2 separate regions of the Mus musculus genome follow, and region 2 is linked to region 1. Evidence: chromatin contacts called from public HiChIP or PLAC-seq data. All regions are on one chromosome and are shown on one strand. The core of a region is the stretch at or near the end of the contact, and the rest is flanking DNA. Distances in the headings are between cores, read along the strand shown.

Evidence for each region. HiChIP or PLAC-seq counts read pairs in DNA pulled down with a chosen protein or histone mark.
Region 2: a contact with region 1 is called in an H3K27ac HiChIP or PLAC-seq map of embryonic fibroblasts, with 16 read pairs. The contact joins two enhancer-like sites. A contact is called at or near these places in 1 of 15 datasets of contacts at CTCF or cohesin (the NIH/3T3 cell line), 2 of 484 Hi-C or Micro-C datasets (stem cell-derived epiblast-like cells and uterus) and 3 of 115 datasets of contacts at active chromatin or transcription factors (embryonic fibroblasts, extraembryonic endoderm stem cells and vascular smooth muscle cells).

Annotation. Positions count from the first base shown.
Region 1 is chr15:38,948,836-38,955,141 of GRCm38.p6, forward strand. Baalc (brain and acute leukemia, cytoplasmic) reads left to right here. Exons shown (of 2, transcript NM_080640.6): 2 at 283-2,429. The coding sequence ends at 393. Among named protein-coding and RNA genes, the nearest start is that of Baalc, 18 kb to the left of the region's middle. Within about 2 kb of position 2,731, at least 88 of the 459 cell types and tissues checked have an H3K27ac peak or open chromatin away from gene starts, as enhancers often do. A contact at or near this core is called in the NIH/3T3 cell line and embryonic fibroblasts, where this site is marked.
Region 2 is chr15:39,043,467-39,050,113 of GRCm38.p6, forward strand. All of the region lies in intron 1 of Gm7194 (a long non-coding RNA gene), which reads left to right. Among named protein-coding and RNA genes, the nearest start is that of Gm7194, 4.6 kb to the left of the region's middle. Within about 2 kb of position 4,270, at least 29 of the 459 cell types and tissues checked have an H3K27ac peak or open chromatin away from gene starts, as enhancers often do. A contact at or near this core is called in the NIH/3T3 cell line and embryonic fibroblasts, where this site is marked.

The DNA of each region.
Region 1 (6,306 bases), core at 1,481-3,980:
GCTTAATCTTAGAGAGTCAACAGAGAAACATCTGAGAATAACCATGTATGTCTATATCAGGATATCACAGGTTGCCCTGATAACGTGTGGTGTGCAATCTTTATGCCTTCGTGGAGCATTAAAACTTTTAATTAAGGAAAACCTGGCCTTATATGCATGAGTCCTTGTAGGTCATTCCCCTGCCTGTCTGTGTGTTTATAATCATATCAAGAAGTTAATGCAGATTGGATGAGCTTTGGATATTTTCCAGGAACTTATTTAGTGTTTTTAACTTTTTAACAGGCTAAGAGGGATGCTAAGCGGATGTCTGCAAGAGAAGTGGCTATTAATGTTACAGAGAATATTCGGCAGATGGACAGAAGTAAAAGGGTCACCAAGAACTGCATCAATTAGCAGTGCCCGGATCTGGAGGCAGATGAACTTCTTGGTGGAGTCTAGTCAAAGAATCCTGAAGAAGTTGATGTCACTCGATGAGTGTGGATGCCTCTGAGTGACACACGGCCACCCAACGCTGTGACGAACATCTCGGTTTCCTGTTTATCACATATAGAAAATACATCGAAAAGTCCTGAAATATGTTCATAGATTGCCAAAATGTGGTTTGTTTTTCCCCTCTGCAGCTTCCGTAGCATGGTCTGCTGTAGCCATGGTGACTGGCACAGAAAGGCTGGAGTAACGGAATCCCTGTCAAGGAGCTCACACTCGTGCAGAGCTTTCTCAGTGTGTGGTTGCAGACAAACTCCTTCTTTCCTCCTTTCCTTTTAAATACGGCCACCACAAAATTTACTGTTTTCACTTAAGAGCTGGCTCCCAGCCAACTCTAAATCCAGAAATACAAGAATCCAAAAAACCAGAGAGACTTGGAACGAGCTGAATCAGTCCCAGCTTCACGTGCTGGCTCCCCGGTGCCTACTCGGTGTCTTTGAGAGGTGTCTATGAGACACGCACATGCACACGCGCGCACACACACACACATACCTGTTTCTCCTCTACCTGGAAAGGACTCCCAGGCTAGCATCCAGGCGTTGGCTTCCAAACCAGAATGTCACATGCCTGTGGCCTTTGCTCCCTTTGGGACCTAGCTTCATGTTGCTTTTCCCCATAGCTTTCCAGTTCCCTATTGTTCTGGTGGGCTTTGTACCTTCAGTCAGGTGGTCATTTGCAGCTGGACACCACTCACAGGGGGGAAAGTGACCTAGGAACACATGGTGGCACACGTGATACCCCTTTGGCCCTTCTGTACACAGCCCCAAGGACCATGTTATTTTTGGTATCTGCAGAGTAATTAGTTTGGAAAGCCAGAGGCTGGTTGATGTATATTCCTGTTGACATAGTCTAACAAGGCACTCACTGTATTGAAAAACAGGCACCAACATGGTAAAGCGATGCTTTGATAGGAACCCTTCCCCAGCATTCCTAAGCACACCTTCCTGCAGAGTATGACACAGCATGAGTCTGAAAGGACTGTTAACATGCTTGGGCTTATTAAGGTCCAAGTCATATCAAACTGTACCAACAAACTCACATCTAGCAGCAATAGTAGTCTGGCGGCATGCTTACGTGACAGTTCAAGAGAAGTCACCCAAGCGGATTAAGATGCAGATGCTCACTGCTGTCTCTGACTTATTTCTCCAACACAAGTAGAACTGTAGACTGTATGTTTATTAGTGTTAAGATTCACTGCCAACCTTGTGCCAGCTACAGTAACAGTCGCAGAGGGATTTGGAGTCGGGAAGTCACGACTGTACTTCTGACTCTGTGAGGAGGCTTGGTACTCAGGAGACTGACACGGACCCTGTGGCACAAGACCAATGATTGCAGTGGAATCTCACACTTAGGTAAAGGTAGCTTTCTGTCAATCACAGATGTATGTCTTCTCCTTTGCCGTATACACCACAGTTCCCCCGCCACCCCCAACCTCTCTCATCTTGACTCCTTGTCAAAGGGCTTTTAGGGAACTTCATGTTCTGACAATTTAACTAATAAAACAAAAGCAAGCCCCGTGACTCCTGTGTCCTCAGCGGCATTGCTGGGCAGGAGTCCTTCCACAGGGTTGGCCATGGGTCCAATCCTGCAAGCTCAAGGGCTTGCGCTCCAGGGCATGTGCGCTGTGTTTTGACATGCTGCTTCCCCAGTTGATGCTATCGGCCATGGGCTAAGGCCGGCTTCTCTTCCCAACTCTGTGTTTGCCTCAGCTCATTGGAATTTACCATCTGGGAAAGTTGTCTCTGCAAATACAGAAACACGTTCTCACTCTGCGAGGAGAAGGGAGGGAGGGAGGGAGGGCCTGTGATCTGGCACACCATTGAAATTTCCATCTGGCAAGTTTTAAATGTGTGTTTAAAGCAGGAACTGACTCTTACTATCCTAGTGGGATAACACTTTCCATTCTGAAGTTTGTGTCAATAAAGTCATTAATTTCAAACATATGTGAATGGTTACAGAGGCTCTTTACTGGAACCTTAAATCTGTATGCACAGCTGGTTAGAATTTTTTGAAACAAAGGCGTTTCACATAAGTCAAACAGCCCTATGAATTAGATGAACTAGATATGGGGGCTGCAATTAGCTCTAACTTACACTTACAGAGGGATTTATAACTTTTTAGCCAGGAATTGGTGACCTGGGATGCCAGATAGGAATGTCAGCCAACGATCAGTGCTTCCTCACCATTCCCGTACCTGACTCAGAATGTCCAGCATAGTTGAAACAGATATCGAGAGGGAGAACTGTCTCATACCCTGAAACTGAGCCAACCCCAAGCTTAGGAGGACAGGGGATGACTGGAGAGGGCTATGATTAGAGAGCTGGGGCCAGCCTGGGATCACTTAGCCTTCTGGACAGGGTAAGCCTGGCCTTGTATGAGAAGGCTCTCTGGGTTAAGGTCAGGAAAGAAGTTCATAATTGAGGAAAGAATAAACTGTCCTTATAATAGGTGTCTGGGCCTAAAGATTAGGAACTGAGGGCTACCTAGGTTGCAGCCAATGCCCTGCATTCACAAGATGTTCCTCTAGCTGCCCGTCTCCCCAGTGCACTCAGACCTATTTGACCAACTAACCTCCATTTGTGGCCGCTCCCCAGTGTCACAGAAAGACCTCTCCTCCATATCTGTTTCTCTAAGCAGGGTCTCCAAGGAGGGGCTGTTTTGCTGAAATCAGATCAAAGGCATGGTTTATTCAGCTGCCCTGCTGTACAAACATTGGAATTCTATGTACATAGATCCAGCAGGCACCCCTCACTGAAAACTCCATATACATTCTTTCCTTCTCTGCCAATCATACATTGATTTATAATAAGCACTGCACTTGTGAGTCTCCTTTTCCTCCTGCTGCTTAGAATGTGGAGGGAAAAGCTGCAGACATACTGGTCCATTGGGACAGTATGTCACCTGTCCTTGGCAGTGGAGCAACCAAGCTATTTGAAGCTATGCCAAACGGAGCAACAAATCGGAAGAAGACGGGGTTCCTGGTTCTATGCAACCTCCCTGAGCCCAGAACTGTACATACTTAGGCCATCTGAAACCAAGAAATATACATCTGCTTTATTTAATCTACTCTTACAGGTTACAATTCATCAGCAAACCTAATTCATTTTCTCTTGAAGAACTGGAAGGTCTTTGTCCCTGGTCCCTTGGTACCAAGTTTGCTGGAGCTGATGTCTGCATATCTAGAACTGGTGCCTGCAGACCAGTGTGACGTACATATAGTAACTCCGCCTTTGTCACCTGCCTGAGGTGCATGGCTGTGCAACCCCTCTCCAAATATCTGGTTTTCTTGTTCTTATAAGGGTCTTTCAAATACAGATTGTCCCTCATCATTTCCACAAGTCTGGGAAGTAGCTAATCTTGGAGAATTTCTCTGAGGAGGTAAGTTGCAAGTATGATCCAGTAGCTAAAGGTATGCGCTTATTCACTTTCATGTACTATATTTATTAAAAAGTTTTGATGTGCCAGAAATTGGAAATTATTGCATCTGTCTGTCTGTCTATTTATTGTTTTTATTGTTCTACTAAAATATTATCTCCTCAAGAGCAAGGGCCATGTCTACTTTATTGCCAATTTCTAGTACATTAAAGCTTTTCAAAAAATATAGACTGCATTTTGATCTTATTTATGCCCCCAACTCTCTCAGATTCCTTTTCCACCCCCTGCTAACCTCTTCTTCACTACTACCCTCCACCCTCACCCCAGTTTCTTGTTGAAGTGTCTATAGTGAGATTATTCATGCAGCACTCTACAGTTCCCGTCACTGGTGATAAGAACATTTCCTGCATCAGTTTAGAGAAGGTAGTTTCCCTGGGTTTTATCTCCTTCTCTCAGGAGGAAAAAGAGTCAGAGCTTTACTCTTAGAACATTTTCTAAAGTGCTGTTAGGTCTATTATATATTGCTATATGTGTGGATGTTTTTGCCCGATGTATGCCTGAGCTACCTGGTATCCTTGAAGGCCAGGAGATGTTGGTTGAATCTGCCAGGAAGGAGTTTATAGGTAGTAGTGAACTACCATGTGCATGCTGGAAATTAAGCCCAGTTCATCTGAAAGCGTACATCTGGAAGAATCGCCAGAGCTCTTAATGCTGAGGTGTCTTTTCAGTTCCTTCCTTGCTTTTTGGGGCAGTCTCTCACCTACCCAGGGCTTAGCAATCAGGGCAGGCTGTCTGTTCACCGAGCCCTAGGGATCTGCCTGGTTTGCCTTCTCAGCACAGAGATTACAAGCACAGGCCACCATGCCCAGCTTTTAATGTGGGTGCTGGAGATGGAACTCAGGTCCTCCTGCTTGCGAGCAGGCACCGTCCCAAGTGATCAGTCTGGAGTTGGAGCGCTCCCAAGACGGTGGTGGTGGTTGTGAGTTTAAAAGACAGAGCCTCAGTATCCTAGTCTGGCCTTGAATTTACCATGTAGCTGAGGATGGCCAGGGCTGTGGGACTCTGTGAAGGCATTCCTAGCAAACGCATATAACACAACACCCTAGAAAAATACTTGAATATTTTTATAAGCTGGGTGTGTGGGCCACTGCTCAGTCTTCTGGAACTTGGGTTCCTAGGAATAAGAGCAACGGGGGACAGAAGAACACCGTTCCACAGGGACTCCGCTGCATCTACGTCCCCTGAAGTGCTCCCCAGTGGAGGATAACTGCCTTCCTTGACTGGGGGACCTTCCCCTTCTCCTTCCAGCATATGGACGGCCAGGACATTAGTGCTACTGATGCTTGTTCATCTCCTTCACTCATCCCAGCATCCTTCACTGAATGACTGCTTTGGGAAGTTCAATTTTGGATTACTAATGCTAAGAGCTGTGTTTTATATCAGTTCCTGAAATTTTCCCAGATGCATTAACTCCAATCACCCAGCAAGTAGCTAGTTTAATAATATACCCCTTTATTGAATGCTTCTCTAGGTAGGCGTGCTGCTGTAGTGTGGGCTTCAATATGAACACCATCCTTTTTCCTGTCTCTTTTTTATTACTACATTTAAACACCATAGATATCAAAGACTTGGTTTCTACCTCCTTCTCCCAACCACGCCTAGAACATGAGAAAAGTTCTCAGCTGTCAGTGTGTAACTAACTCCAGATGTATGCTTTTAGGTTTTTGCCTCCAAACAATTTCGCCTGATCCCATGACCTGAGTGATTTGCATCCCAGGTCTTCTGTAATCCAAGCTCCTATGCCACGTATCTGGGAGGTCTCTGGACACTTTCATTTGCATGGCCAGTGGGGCAGGGAAGTCTTAGTCCTGAGCACTAAGCAAGGCTATATCTCTTAGCCTCTCTTGCACTCATATAATGAGAGTTTTAACTTACTTCAAGTTGTTCCCACAGCCATTACCCCGGAAGACCAGAAAAGACAGCACCAAAAGGGATTTATGCTTAGTTATCTGGGGCGCGGGGAGGCGTGTAGAAGTAATGAAGGATCTGATGCAATTCCTCCAGATCACTTGAGCTGAGTTTGGTATTAATTGCCAGAATAAGTTTTACAGTTTCACTCTTACAGATCGGTGTTCTCTTGGTGGAATTCCGTTTAATATAGGAATGGACTGGGGTGTAGCTAAGTGGGTAGATTTCTTGGGCAGCATGTACAAGGCTCTGTTGTCCATCTCTAGCTCTACATAAACCAAGCACTTAGGAAGATCAGAAGTTCAAGGCCATCCTCAGCTACATGGTAAATTCAAGGCCAGATTAGGATACTGAGGCTCTGTCTTTTAAACTCACAACCACCACCACCGTCTTGGGAGCGCTCCAGACTGATCACTTGGGACGGTGCCTGCTCGCAAGCAGGAGGACCTGAGTTCCATCCCCAGCACCCACATTAAA
Region 2 (6,647 bases), core at 3,020-5,519, 96 kb after region 1:
GCAAATAGAAAGTGAAGAAAAACAATCGAGCTGGCAGGCCTGTGTTTCCTCAAAGGACAGTCATCACTGCCTGGTCACTGGCCCTCAGACTCCCGGGTTACAAATGCTGGCTGAAGGCTTTTTTTTCTGTCTGGACGGAAATCACAGATACACAGGCGCAGCCCTGACAGTTGCAGCAGCTCTCAAAGCTTACCTTCCAAATCCATTAGTTTTAGCTTCAAGCCCTGGGAATAGAGACTTTGCAAACCTTCAAAGCCAAGGGTTTATGCTGTGCGTGCTCAAGACTTGCTGCCTACACTCAGTGACAATTACAGCTCTGAGTCTGGGACCAAGGCTCTTAGCCTCCTTTTGAGTGTTTCAGCCCTGAGTTGGAACTATGTGGGCTCTAGTACTGTGGTTCTCAACCTGGGTGGTGGTGGTGGGGTGTCTCAACCCTTTTGGGAGTCACATATCAGTTAGTTACATTACAATTCATAACAGTAGCAAAATTACAGTTATGAAATAGCAAAGAAATAACTTTATGGTTGGGGATCACCACAACTTGAGGACCTGTATTAAAGGGAAGGTTGGGAAGCACTGCCCACTGGCTCTCTGGCACACCTCAGATGCCTATTTGTTGCTACTTCCACACTAGAGATGACAGGCCATGTTTTTTTGTCCTCTCTTCCTGTAGTCATCTCTGCCCTCTTAGCAATAAAGACTGCAAATAGGCAAAGAAGAATGTATAAGGCCTAGTGTTAAAACACTTGGCAAGATGTGGGGGTGGGGGCAGGCATTAGTGCACAGGAGAGGAGCCTCCCAAACTAACTCTAGAAAGGGGTAAACAGGTTGTATTGCCAGAAGAAGGGTGTGGCACATTGTGCTTGCATAATAGATCTACCTACCAGTCACAGCCTGCCGTAGGCCCGTGTCCAGTCCCACCAGTTACAAGCTTTCCATCAATCATATGCTTGGTGCTAGAGTAGCCCTTCTTTGTCCCAGACACTATTGAGGACTGCTATTACAAGTTCTATAACAGCCAAGAGTAGGCTCTTCTGTAGCCATTGCAGGCTAGGCCATTGGGAAGTCACAACTGAGATGAAGTTTTCTATTCCCAAAACTTGTAGCTAGAGTAAATCTTCCTGAAGCAGAAGTTTATGTTTTTAGCAAGTGCTATAGCTTCAGTGTTCCTTGCAGCTGGAGTGAAGGTTTCATCCATGAAATTATTGAGGCAGTAGGGATGCCGCGATGACAGTGGTCAACAGAGGGACTTCTTGGGCAACATCTCCCTACTCAAGGCAGCCAGGAGAAGGGTCTGATATGTTAATCTAAAAGTTCAATTGCCAGGGTCTCCAACAGCTTAGCTTACTTATTGGAAGGAAAAGCAAACATTAATGTGTTTATAATATAGATAATATCATCTGAAATGGAGTCTCATGTAACCCAGACTTCCCTCAAATTTGCTATGTAGCTGAGGCTGACTTTGAATTTCTGATCCTCCATCCTCCTTCTCTCATGCTATGCTGAAGACTGAATCTAGTGATTCACACGTGCAAGGCAACACTATGCCAGCTGCTATGTCCTCCTTCTCCTGGACCTATTGGTAATAGTAGAATTCTTTTCTCTCAGAAAGTTATTAGTTCTTTGAGGATTTCATGCAATGTTTTTATCGTATTTGTTTTGATCTAACTCCTCACAACTTTGTATCTTTTTTCTTTAAACACCCATCGCCTAAGTTAAGGTTTCCATTGCTGTGAACAGACACCATGACCAAGACAACTCTTATAAAGGACAACATTTAACTGGGGCTAGCTTACCGGTTCAGAGGTTCAGTCCATTATCATCATGGCAGGAAGAATGGCAGTATCCAAGCAGACATGGTACTGGAGAAGGAGCTGAGAGTTTTACCAATTGTTCTGAAGGCAAACAGGAGAAAGACTGGCTTCCGGGCAGCTAGGAGGAGGGTCTCAAAAGCCACCCATACATTGACACACTTCCTCCAACAAGGTCACATCCCCTAGTAATGTCACTCCCTGGGTCAAGCATATTCAAACTATCACACTCATCAAGCCAAATTTGTGCTGCCTATACATTCTTGTATTGTGTGGTTTTCCACTGGAACACACTCTCAAAGAAAAGTTTACTCTCCCTCTCCATCAGCTAACAGTTTCCAATCATTCCTTGGCTAGGAGTGGGACTTGTTGTCCATCTCTCCTCTCCATGCTGGAGTTTGGCGGGCTTGAGATTGCACAGATCCTGTGCGTGCTATCACAACTACTATGAGTTCATGTATGAAGCTGCCCTGTGGCATTTAGAAGACACTGGCTCTTTGCAGTCATCTACTGCCCCTGTTTCTTATATTCTTTCCTCTCTCTCTCTCTCTCTCTCTCTCTCTCTCTCTCTCTCTCTCTCTCTCTCTCTCTCTCTCTCTCTCTCTCTCTCTCTCTCGCTTCTGTGCAAGGATTCCTGAGCTTTGGGAGAAAGGATGTGATACATATGTCCTATTTTAAGCTAAATGATTTACAGTCTCTTTTCTTAGCCTTAGCCAGTTCTGGTCTTACCATATGGGTCTCACAGTTCTATTCACAGTTGTTAATCACCAACTGCTGTGAATAGAACCTTCTCTGATGAAGGTCATAGATGCATTAACCTATGAGAGTAACCAAAAGTCATTAGGAGTCAATACTATGTCCATTAGCTGGATAATGATAATAAGTTCTTTCCTCGAGCCTAGGACATGTAGTGACAGATTCTTGGCCTGACGGTGGTGTGAGGTATGGGTTTCATCTTAGAGTGGGATGTGATCAAGCAGAAAATGATTCTTGTGTTACTATTTCACCCATGGTCGTGCCTTACCATTACCATTATCTGTCATTATCATAGCTTGCAAAATTCAAAGCTGGGTCAGAATGGTGATTACGTGTCTCCTCCAGCAGTGTCCATACAGATTCCTGTGCATCTGTGTTCACTGCTTCCCTATTCACAACAGCTAGGAAATGGGAACCATTTAGATGTTCATTAACTGACTAATGATAACGAATGCGAGTTGTATTAAACATCACCATTTTCTTCTTGTTTTGAAACAGTTTCTTGTGATGTAGTCTTAGTTGACTATCAACTCACTGTGTAACCTTAGCAGACTAGCAACTTATATATAACCCAAGCTGGCCTTCAACTCATAGAGGTCTGCCTACTTCTACCTTTCTGGTGCTGGGATTCAAGGTGTGCTGCACTATATCCCACTTAAACATTAACATTCTCAACACTATTTTACAGTACCAATTTCCTAGCCTAACACTCCTAGAGAGACAGGCCCTTCCTGCCTTCTTATGTGCAGTCTTTCCAGACATCATATGATAAAGATATTTTGGTTTTGTTGTAGTTGAGGTGTTAGAGATGGAACGTGGGCTTTAGGCATGCTAGACAATTGCTCTTTCTATGTATATACCTGGCTTCCCAATGGTGTTTTGCATGGGACAAGAGAGCTCTTGGATTTTTAAGGCCAGATAGAGCACATCTGACCTCCACAAGTACACAGTGAGGAGAAAACTGAACGTGAGTATGCAAGAGATAAGAATACATAAAGAATGCAGTTACAAAGAATGAACAGAAGTTTAAATACCTTGGTATGAAAGCCTCCAAGGATAAACAAACAAACAACCCCACCCCCATCAAGTAGCTAAATTATACTTGTAAATAACAGTGCTGTGTAAACAACCCCCAGGGGATGATACATTAGGTTTACTATGGTTACATATATGTAAGTTTAGAAAGCTTCTATTATGTTCTTGATTTGACATCACCATTAAGATAAGGCATAGTGTATACATTTGTATATATTTTTGCATGTGTATATCCAGATGTATGTGAAAATAATCAGCTTAATGATTTTCAGTATTTTACTGTCATCTTGGAATTTATAGTATTTACTAGTTAAAATTTCCTTTTTCCTTCATTCCCCATTTTTCAGAAATTGCATATTTCTTTCTGGAACACAGCACGCAAGATCTTATCTAGTCATTCTGCATGTGAAAACTAATATATGAAATATATAACTGGCATAGTTGATTATTCCTCCTGCTGTAGCTTCGTTTAAAACTTGACTTTGACAATTTTTATGTTTCTGGATAGAAAGCTTAGAAATATCTGGCATGTCTCACCTATACTGAATTCTAAGTTAAATATTTCAAGATGCCTTTGGTCAGCCAAGCCTGACTCTTGGTATGCAGACATGAGCAAATCACTAAGAAAAATAATTAAAATTTTTACTTTGGATAAGCGGCTTAGAAACCAGAATATCTGTTGAACATATTAGCAGTGACTCATAACCACATGAGTTAAATATCCTGAAGGATGAAGTGTTTAGCTCATAGTTCTGGATGTGTTAGGATCTAAAATTATTATAACTCTAAAAAATGATATTGAATTAGCTATACTGGACCTGATTTCTAACCTCAAGGCCAAGAATTCGCTAATAATGTACCCTGCTAGGCTCAGACATGACAGGAGCCTCCCTGTTTACCTCTCTTAGACTGCTTCGTTCCAAGTCTCTGTCAGACAGAGGACAGAAATATTTTTGAGGCAGTCCAGGGCGTGACTTGCTTACTTCTAGTGAAATGCCTAAAATCTCAGAACAAAAGGAGTTCTAGTGACAAGTTGTAAAAGAAGAGAAACCTTTTGGGAGCTCCCTGGGGGTTCCACCATGTGTGGATTTCCTCCATCAGCCAGAAAGGAAGAGAGCTGGCCATGGGTACACCATCAGGAAGGGAAGAGAGCTGGCCATGGGTACACCATCAGGAAGAGAAGAGAGCTGGCCATGGGTACACCAGCAGCCTGTGTTAGTATGTTCCTGTTCTTGAGCATCACAGAGCCATTGCACTATGACTTCAGGGTTTTCTAGGCTACTATTCGTACAGGAATTTTAATCCAGCAACGGGGCTGTTCTGTCAAGGGATCACATCTGAAGACCTTCTAGGTCTGTGTGATCTGGCTGGAATGTAGACACGCCACATACCTTTAATCCCTCTGGCTGGAATACACACAGTATCAATCAGTCCGGAAAGAGGAGCTAAGTTCTGTCATCCAGCAGTGTGGTGGCTTTTCCTCCCGCCATAAATACCTAGATTGCCAGCCAGTTTTGAGCAACTCACAGTCTCACCTCATAGATAGCAAGCATCCTTGCCAGCTCACAATGGTTAGGTTCATTTCCTTTATGTGTCTAATATGTGTGCTTGTGTGTGTGCATGTGCGTGTACATGCATGTAGAAGCCAGAGGTAGATATTGGGTATCTCATTCAATCATCTACTTTCTTTAAGACGGGTCTCTCACTAAACCTGTAGCTCACCAGTTCTGCTAGCTGGCAATTCTTCTCATGGGCTAGCCAGTGAATTCCTTGGATGGGTCTATTCTTACCCCTCCCCTCCCTACACCCCCAGCTCTGCAGTTACAGACACGTGCCTGGCTTCTTTCGTTGGTGCTGCGAACCTGAACTCGGATCCTCATAGGCTTCATGGCAGTTATTTTTCCAATCAAGTCACCCGCCCCCCCCCAGCCCTAAGTTTCTGTTACTCTTGCCAGAAGCATATTAATCAATTTAACAATTACCTCCTTGGAAGTGATACCTATACCCCAATACAGAGGGTAGGTCACATGAGAAACACAATCAATGTCTACCGAAATATGCTGTGACTATATGTCAAACCCTATGATGACTCCATCTAAAGGCGCATCATCTAGGTGAGCCTAAATGTCAGCTTTTTTGTGCTTCTGGCAGAGAACCAAAGTTAGAGAGAGCAGGTGAGATCTCTAGGTCAGTCAAAGCACTAGCCATCCTCACAATCTCAGTTTGATTCCTTGAATTCACCTGGGAAAAGAGAATTACTCACTCCATGAACACAGTGTGTTGTGTGCACGTGCTTGCCACATGCAATCACACACACACACACACACACACACACACACATCAAAAGTAAAAATAAATTAAGATGATAGGTCGGGATTTCTGTAGAGCAAGGTCATCTGGGAATCACTGATGGATGCAGGATGGAAGTAACAGTTACTATCTGGCTGGGGAAATATGCCTTATGTATATGGGAACATCAGCCTTAGATATGGAACCATTGCTGTCAGCATAAGGGAAAACTGGCAGAATGGAGTCAGAGATGAGCTGGTAGCTTTTCTCAGCATACTATCTGGTAACCAAGCGTACTGAGGCTGGTGAACATGGGAATTGAAAGGTTTTTGGGTTTTGTTTTGTTTTGTTTTGTTCGCTGTGTCCAGAGCTCCCATTCTTTTTGGTACTTAGAGAAGGGCCAATCCAAGTGGAGATGCTTTAGAATTGTCACCGCTGAAGTGAAACTTGCAATAAAGCAATGAAAATCTAGGGAGACTTATTAGAACATGACCTAGGTTTGAGGAGTCAGCTCGGTCGTCAAATGCTTCCTGGTATTCATAAAGCTCTGGGATTCCTCCTCAGAATATGACCCAGAGTCATGTATGGGTACCTAGGTCAATACTCGGCTATTTATCCCATCTTACCCATTTTTTAAAAATAAAATATGAATACATTGTTGCTGTCTTCAGACACACCAGAAGAGGACATTGGATCACATTGGATCCCATGGTGGTTGTGAGCCACCATGTGGTTGCTGGGAATTGAATTCAGGAC